Regions from separate parts of the Hordeum vulgare genome. Here region 1 is linked to region 2. Evidence: chromatin contacts called from public Hi-C data. All regions are on one chromosome and are shown on one strand. Each heading gives the region's core, a stretch centred on a gene start, on an enhancer-like site or on the middle of the called end of the contact. The rest is flanking DNA. Distances are from core to core; before and after follow the strand shown. Region 1 holds the start of LOC123439173 (mediator of RNA polymerase II transcription subunit 31). Region 2 holds the start of LOC123439125 (serine/threonine-protein kinase SAPK3).

Region 1 (2,971 bases), core at 340-2,839, 610 kb after region 2:
TCGCGAGAGGCACGCCCCGAAAGAGAAAAAACGTGTTTTCTATTTTTTCGATAGGCACGGTTTTGCTTCCGCAAAAGACACGGTTTTGTCTTCGCGAGAGGCACACACATGCCCCTCCCGAAAGGAAAAAAACACATTTTGTGCTCTCTCTTTTTTTCTACGAGAGGCATGATTTTGCTTCCGCGAGAGGCAGAGTTTTGCCTTCGCAAGAAGCACGACCCGTGCCTCTCGAAAAAGGGAAAAAATACGTGTTTTCTGTTTTTTCTATCATGTGATGCATGTTTTTTTTGTACGTATTTTTCTTTCAGTTTTTTTTCGTGAAAAGAAAAGTTCGTCAAAACTTATCAACATGAAATCTAGCTTTGAAGATCTCGACGTGAGAAAACCAACGGTGAAAATGGTTGGAGATTTGGACGCATGGTTTAGGAGATAAAATATTTTGAAAATACGGGTCTACGAAAAAAGGAAAACTTGGCATGCAGTGCGCCACTTGTCACAACCTGTGGAGGTGAGAGTAATCGTTGGAAGATGCGAAATCACTATTTAGCGAATACACTTTTCAACCATGCCTTTTGCAGAAGCAAAACTGTGCCTCTCGCGAAGACAAAATCGTGTCTTTTACGGAAGCAAAACCGCGTCTCTCGTAAAAAAATAGAAGACGCGTTTTTTCCCTTTCGAGAGAGACACGGACATGCCTCTCGCGAAGGCAAAAACCGTGTCTTCCACGGAAGCAAAACCATGCCTCTTGCAAAAAACAGAAAATGTGTTTTTTCCCTTTCCGAAAGGCACGGGCGTGCCTCTCGCGTAAGCAAAACCATGCCTCTCGCGAAGGCAAAACCGTATCTTCCACAGAAGCAAAACCGTGCCTCTTGCAAAAAAAAATGTGTTTTTTCCCTTTCTGAAAGGCACGGACGTGCCTCTCGCGTAAGCAAAACCATGCCTCTCGTAAAAAAAAGACAAAAGAATGTGTTTTTTCCTTTCCGATAGGCACGGTCATGCCTATCGTGAAGGCAAAACCGTAACTCTTACAAAAACACAGAAAACGTTTTTTCGTGTAAAAAACAAAAAACGTGTTTTTTTCGTGAAAAAGAATTTTTGATTTTTTTCTTCCAAAAGTTACGAAGGACCATGAAAAGCCGTAATATCAAAAAAAATCGAAAAAAAATACTCGGTAAAAAGGCAAAATCGTGTATAGGAAAATAAAAAAATAAAATTTGAAGGAAACGCTCAGAACGCGACACGTGACGGCGGCCGGAAACGCGCCAAATGACGGCGCATGAGAGCGATCGCTGAGAGGCTCGTTCGCTAACTAATTGCTTCCTGAAAGATGTACTCCCTTCGTCCGGAAATACTTGTCCTAAAGATGAATGTATCTAGTCTTATTTTAATTATAGATATATCCATTATATTTATTTCTAGAACAAGTATTTTCGGACAGAGGGAGTACTCGCTAACCAGTGATTTTGCGAAAGCTCCAATACAAAATCAGTGCCAGACGTCCAGCCCAATAAGACCCTGCACGGTCCGGCGAAGAGGTAACAAGCCACAGGTCCCTAAAGCCCATATACAAGCCACAGGTCAGGTACGCTCCGTCGCTCCCTCAGAAAGAATACTGCCTCCCTAAAAAAACTAGGAAAAACAGTCTCCTCGCCGGCCAGTCGTCCTCGCCGTCGCCCTACCCATCTCGCCGGCGCCGTCGAAGGCCCGCGGGAAGCATGGATGCCATGGAGGAGGATACGCCTCCCGCGCCACCGCTACCGCCACCGCCTACGACGTCAGTGGGCGCCTCCCCTGTTTGCCCGCTTCTCTCATCTCCGTGTTTAGGTCACGCGAAAGCAAGCTCACATATCTCCCTGATCGGGGCGTCGTGTGGGTTGCAGGGGCGCGAAGCAGCCGCCGTACAAGGATCCTGACGACGGGAGGCAGCGGTTCCTCCTGGAGCTGGAGTTCATCCAGTGCCTGGCCAACCCCATCTACATCAACTGTACAGTAACTCTCCTCACAACCCCCGTTTCAACTGGTTGGTTAGAGATTAGCTTATTGGGTATCACAACGCAGCAAGTTTCATCATGGCCTTTTTGTGGCTTGAGTCCTGCAGCGAGGGCGAGTAGCTAGCTTATCAGTGAGAATTTGTCCTGTTGTTGAATGTGTTAGTCAGTGACTGTGATGGGCTCTCGAGTAACAAATTCACATGGTATGATTTTGTTTTGGTAAGACCGCGGAGTGTGATAAGGCAAGGGAGACTGGATTATGTATTGCTTATGTTTTGATTGTTGTTTCATGTGCTTCCGATGTATTCAGAGTCAATACTTTGTATGAGTATTAATTTTGATTCTGTTTGGGAGATGGAGTTATCTAGTATTTGTTTTGTTCAAGCAGACCTAGCGCAGAATCGGTACTTTGAGGATGAGGCGTTTATCGGGTATCTCAAGTACCTCAAGTATTGGCAGCGTCCGGAGTACATCAAATACATAATGTGAGTTACCTTATACTTTTGATTTGTGCAAATGGGTTGCTCGCGGACAAAATAATATGGTTATAAGTGTTACTAATGGTACAGGTATCCGCACTGCCTTTTCTTTCTTGAGCTCCTCCAAAATGCAAATTTCCGAAACGCAATGGCACATCCAGCAAGCAAGGTGACCTTTGACCCCATTTGGCTAGAATTGCACTCAAGCACCATTCTCACCCTTCACTGTTTACAAGCTCCTTTTTTCAAACCGTTTCTTTGGAATTGTCTGTTTTGAGATTATTACTGTTGCGGTGGGTTGGTAGTGAACATAAAGGATCTGGAAAATGATAAAATGTTGCTACGAATGCACATACAATTATATTAAGTCGCTATGTTTATTTCCTGAGGAATTGGTTAAAGCAGTTGTGTGTTCTGAAAGAATATTAAGCTGTGCACACTTCTAAATGTTCACCATTTTATCTGCAGAATATATTTTTTTAGTATTTGAAAAAACATGTT
Region 2 (2,844 bases), core at 95-2,594:
CACCATCCATGCCGGTGATTGCGCATCCCGTGCATGTGGTCGCGCCATGGAGGCAAAGATAGAAGCCGGGTGCGCGGAGAGTGACGAGTCGGTGGCCAGCGCCTCCACGTCCGTCGTCATCATCGAGGAGAAGTAGAACATGGGAGGCCGCCGCCGCTTGGGTCCCATGAAGGCCATCGTCGGTGCAACATCGACGTACACACCGGGTGTCTTTCCCGGTTCTTCTCTTGCGAAGACCTTCGTCGACCCTGCATTAGCTGCACGGAAGCGGAGGTGCCCGTTTCCCCTCCTGCTGAAACATCAGTCGGGGGTTCCGCTTCGACGAGCGGTGGGGAAGCGAGGCATGCTTTGCGCTGAAGCATATGCTTATGGAGCTTCCGGCAGTCCGGCAAGCGGACTACTGGACATGGGGAAGACAAAGGGATCCACCGCGAGCGGCCATAGACTAGTATAGCATATACGGATCATGGGAGTGAAGCTCCGCGCGATCGTACATGCACATAGTTTTTATCTTTTTAGTGAAAATATGTTTAAAATGTAATAAAATTCGTCGTATTTGTACGAAATCCGTCATGTTTGCATGAAATCCAGCCGTGTTTGCATGAATTTCATCCGGTTGGTTCGAATTATTATCAAAAATGTATGCGGCTACCATTAATGTCGTCCTTCGCATCCATGTGTATGGACTAATCCCCTGTCTGCGAACGGATGCAAGAGAAAATTTGTGCGCTGCCATTAAACATGTTTTAAGTTCATTTATTTTGTTGTGTATATAATCTATAATGAAAAATTTAGAAAAACTTATAGAGTACTTAAAAATGGAGGAAGTATATTTTAGATCGATAACTAGCTAAATTCATCACGATAAAACTATACTAGCCCACTTGGTCGATCTTGATTAAAAGATGGTTGTCCGACGTTTTAGTCTCGAATCAAACACCCATCATGCTAGCCCTGTTTTCCTCTCGTGCATTGAGCTTGGTGATTTCTTGGTAGCACTGGCATCTAGTCTTGTCTAAAAGAAACAAGGGAAGGATGAGCCAAGATCGAATTTAAATTGAGATTATAAAAAAGGATCGCATTTGTCAGAACATCACGGTGGGAAAACCCCAACCAAAAATCTAACCAAATTGCGAAAAAAAAAGGACACCTAGGTGGGCAACGCGTCAAGCCCATGCGTCCAGAGATGCCACGTCACCCCATCGGACGTGCCATCTAACCAAGGGGGGGCCCGCCTGCCGCCCCCGATTAGGTGAGCTCCCGGCGGGTCCCACGCGGCCGCGACGTATCTCCTGGCCCACCCCCAATTCAAAAAACCGCCACTGCCTCCCACACGTGTCGGCCATCGCGCGTCTCTCCGCCGCCCTCGTTCCGTCGCTTCCGCCCCAGCCCCGAGCCGAGGCTTCGCTTCGCTTTCCGGTGACGGCGCGCGCAACTCTATATTTTTCTCCGCCTCTTGGTCCTCTGCTGGGTCAGCAACAGCAGCAGCACCACCACCACCACCAGCAGCAGCAGCAGGAGGAGGAGGTTTGCTCTGAGTCGGGCTTCTCTCGCGGTCGGATTCGTTCGAGTTGGAGCCGCCCCTCGAAACCTTGGGAGTTGGGATTGAGGCGGGCGGGTGGTGGCGATGGAGGAGAGGTACGAGGCGTTGAAGGAGTTGGGGACGGGAAACTTCGGGGTGGCGAGGCTGGTCAGGGACAAGCGCACCAAAGAGCTCGTCGCCGTCAAGTACATCGAGAGGGGCAAGAAGGTATATATGTCGTGGTCGTGGTTCTCCGTTCCTTCCCTGTGTTCTTTACTTCTGACTTCTGAGGTTTGGTCGTTGAGCACTCGTGGATTTGGGGGTTCTTCTTGAAGAATCAATTCTCGATAAATGGCAGTGTAGTGACTGTGGCTGCAGGTTTGTGTTGCTGGATGTGTGATTTCTGGGGTCTGTTTGTGTGCGTGCAGATTGATGAGAATGTGCAGAGGGAGATCATCAATCACCGCTCGCTCCGGCACCCTAACATCATACGATTCAAGGAGGTAATTGCCCGTTCTTCTTGACTCGTTAGTCGTTTGTTAAGTTTGTTGATTCTCAGTTACATTAGTTTGGTTAAATTAAATACTTCATAAATTTGAAGGTTCTGAAGTATGAACACTGAAGTACTCTGTTTCTTCCAGAAAGCAGAATTGACACCCTAATATTTTTGGGAATAAATGACGATTATCTTTTTGAATGTTTGCGTCATGACTGCTCTGCCAGTTATTAGTAATGGTTTTTTGGTCAAAACTTAGTATTGTTGGGCTGGGCGGCACTGAACCCCTACATTTCAGGGTCACTATGGTTGGTGATAATGAGTTCAGAATCATCCAAGTTTGTCCTAGAATGTCTCTGTCCTGATATTCAACTAAGCAAATTGTCAGCTTTAGATAAAATTGAATTGCCTTGCTAATAATATCGAGGACAGGTTTGTGTAACTCCGACGCACCTTGCCATCGTCATGGAATATGCTGCTGGCGGAGAACTCTTCGAAAGAATATGCACCGCGGGCCGATTCAGTGAAGATGAGGTTGCTCTTGAACATACTTACCTTGCTATGTCATCAGATTATCTTTATTCTGAACCTTGTCTGCTAACAGTATAAGTAATCATGTAACCTGTTTGCTATGCGTGTCAACAGGCAAGATACTTCTTCCAGCAACTACTTTCAGGGGTCAGCTACTGCCATTCTATGGTACGCTTTGCCTTTTGAAATTCATGAAAGAAAACAAATGCAAAACCCAAGTGCTCATGAACTAATGCTGCAAATGCAGGAAATCTGTCACCGTGATCTTAAACTGGAAAACACTCTCCTGGATGGG

The links. Hi-C and Micro-C count contacts between places; a contact is called where the count stands out from the background.
Region 1: a contact with region 2 is called in a Hi-C map of leaf, with 2.8 times the contacts expected there. The contact joins the promoter of LOC123439173 here to the promoter of LOC123439125 in region 2. A contact is called at or near these places in 2 of 6 Hi-C or Micro-C datasets (leaf and seedling).

Annotation. Positions count from the first base shown.
Region 1 is chr1H:383,349,489-383,352,459 of MorexV3_pseudomolecules_assembly, forward strand. It overlaps LOC123439173 (mediator of RNA polymerase II transcription subunit 31), which reads left to right and starts at 1,590. Exons shown (of 6, transcript XM_045115918.1): 1 at 1,590-1,774; 2 at 1,881-1,984; 3 at 2,380-2,476; 4 at 2,561-2,639. The coding sequence starts at 1,716.
Region 2 is chr1H:382,743,074-382,745,917 of MorexV3_pseudomolecules_assembly, forward strand. It overlaps LOC123439125 (serine/threonine-protein kinase SAPK3), which reads left to right and starts at 1,345. Exons shown (of 9, transcript XM_045115876.1): 1 at 1,345-1,750; 2 at 1,951-2,025; 3 at 2,451-2,552; 4 at 2,664-2,717; 5 at 2,797-2,844. The coding sequence starts at 1,628.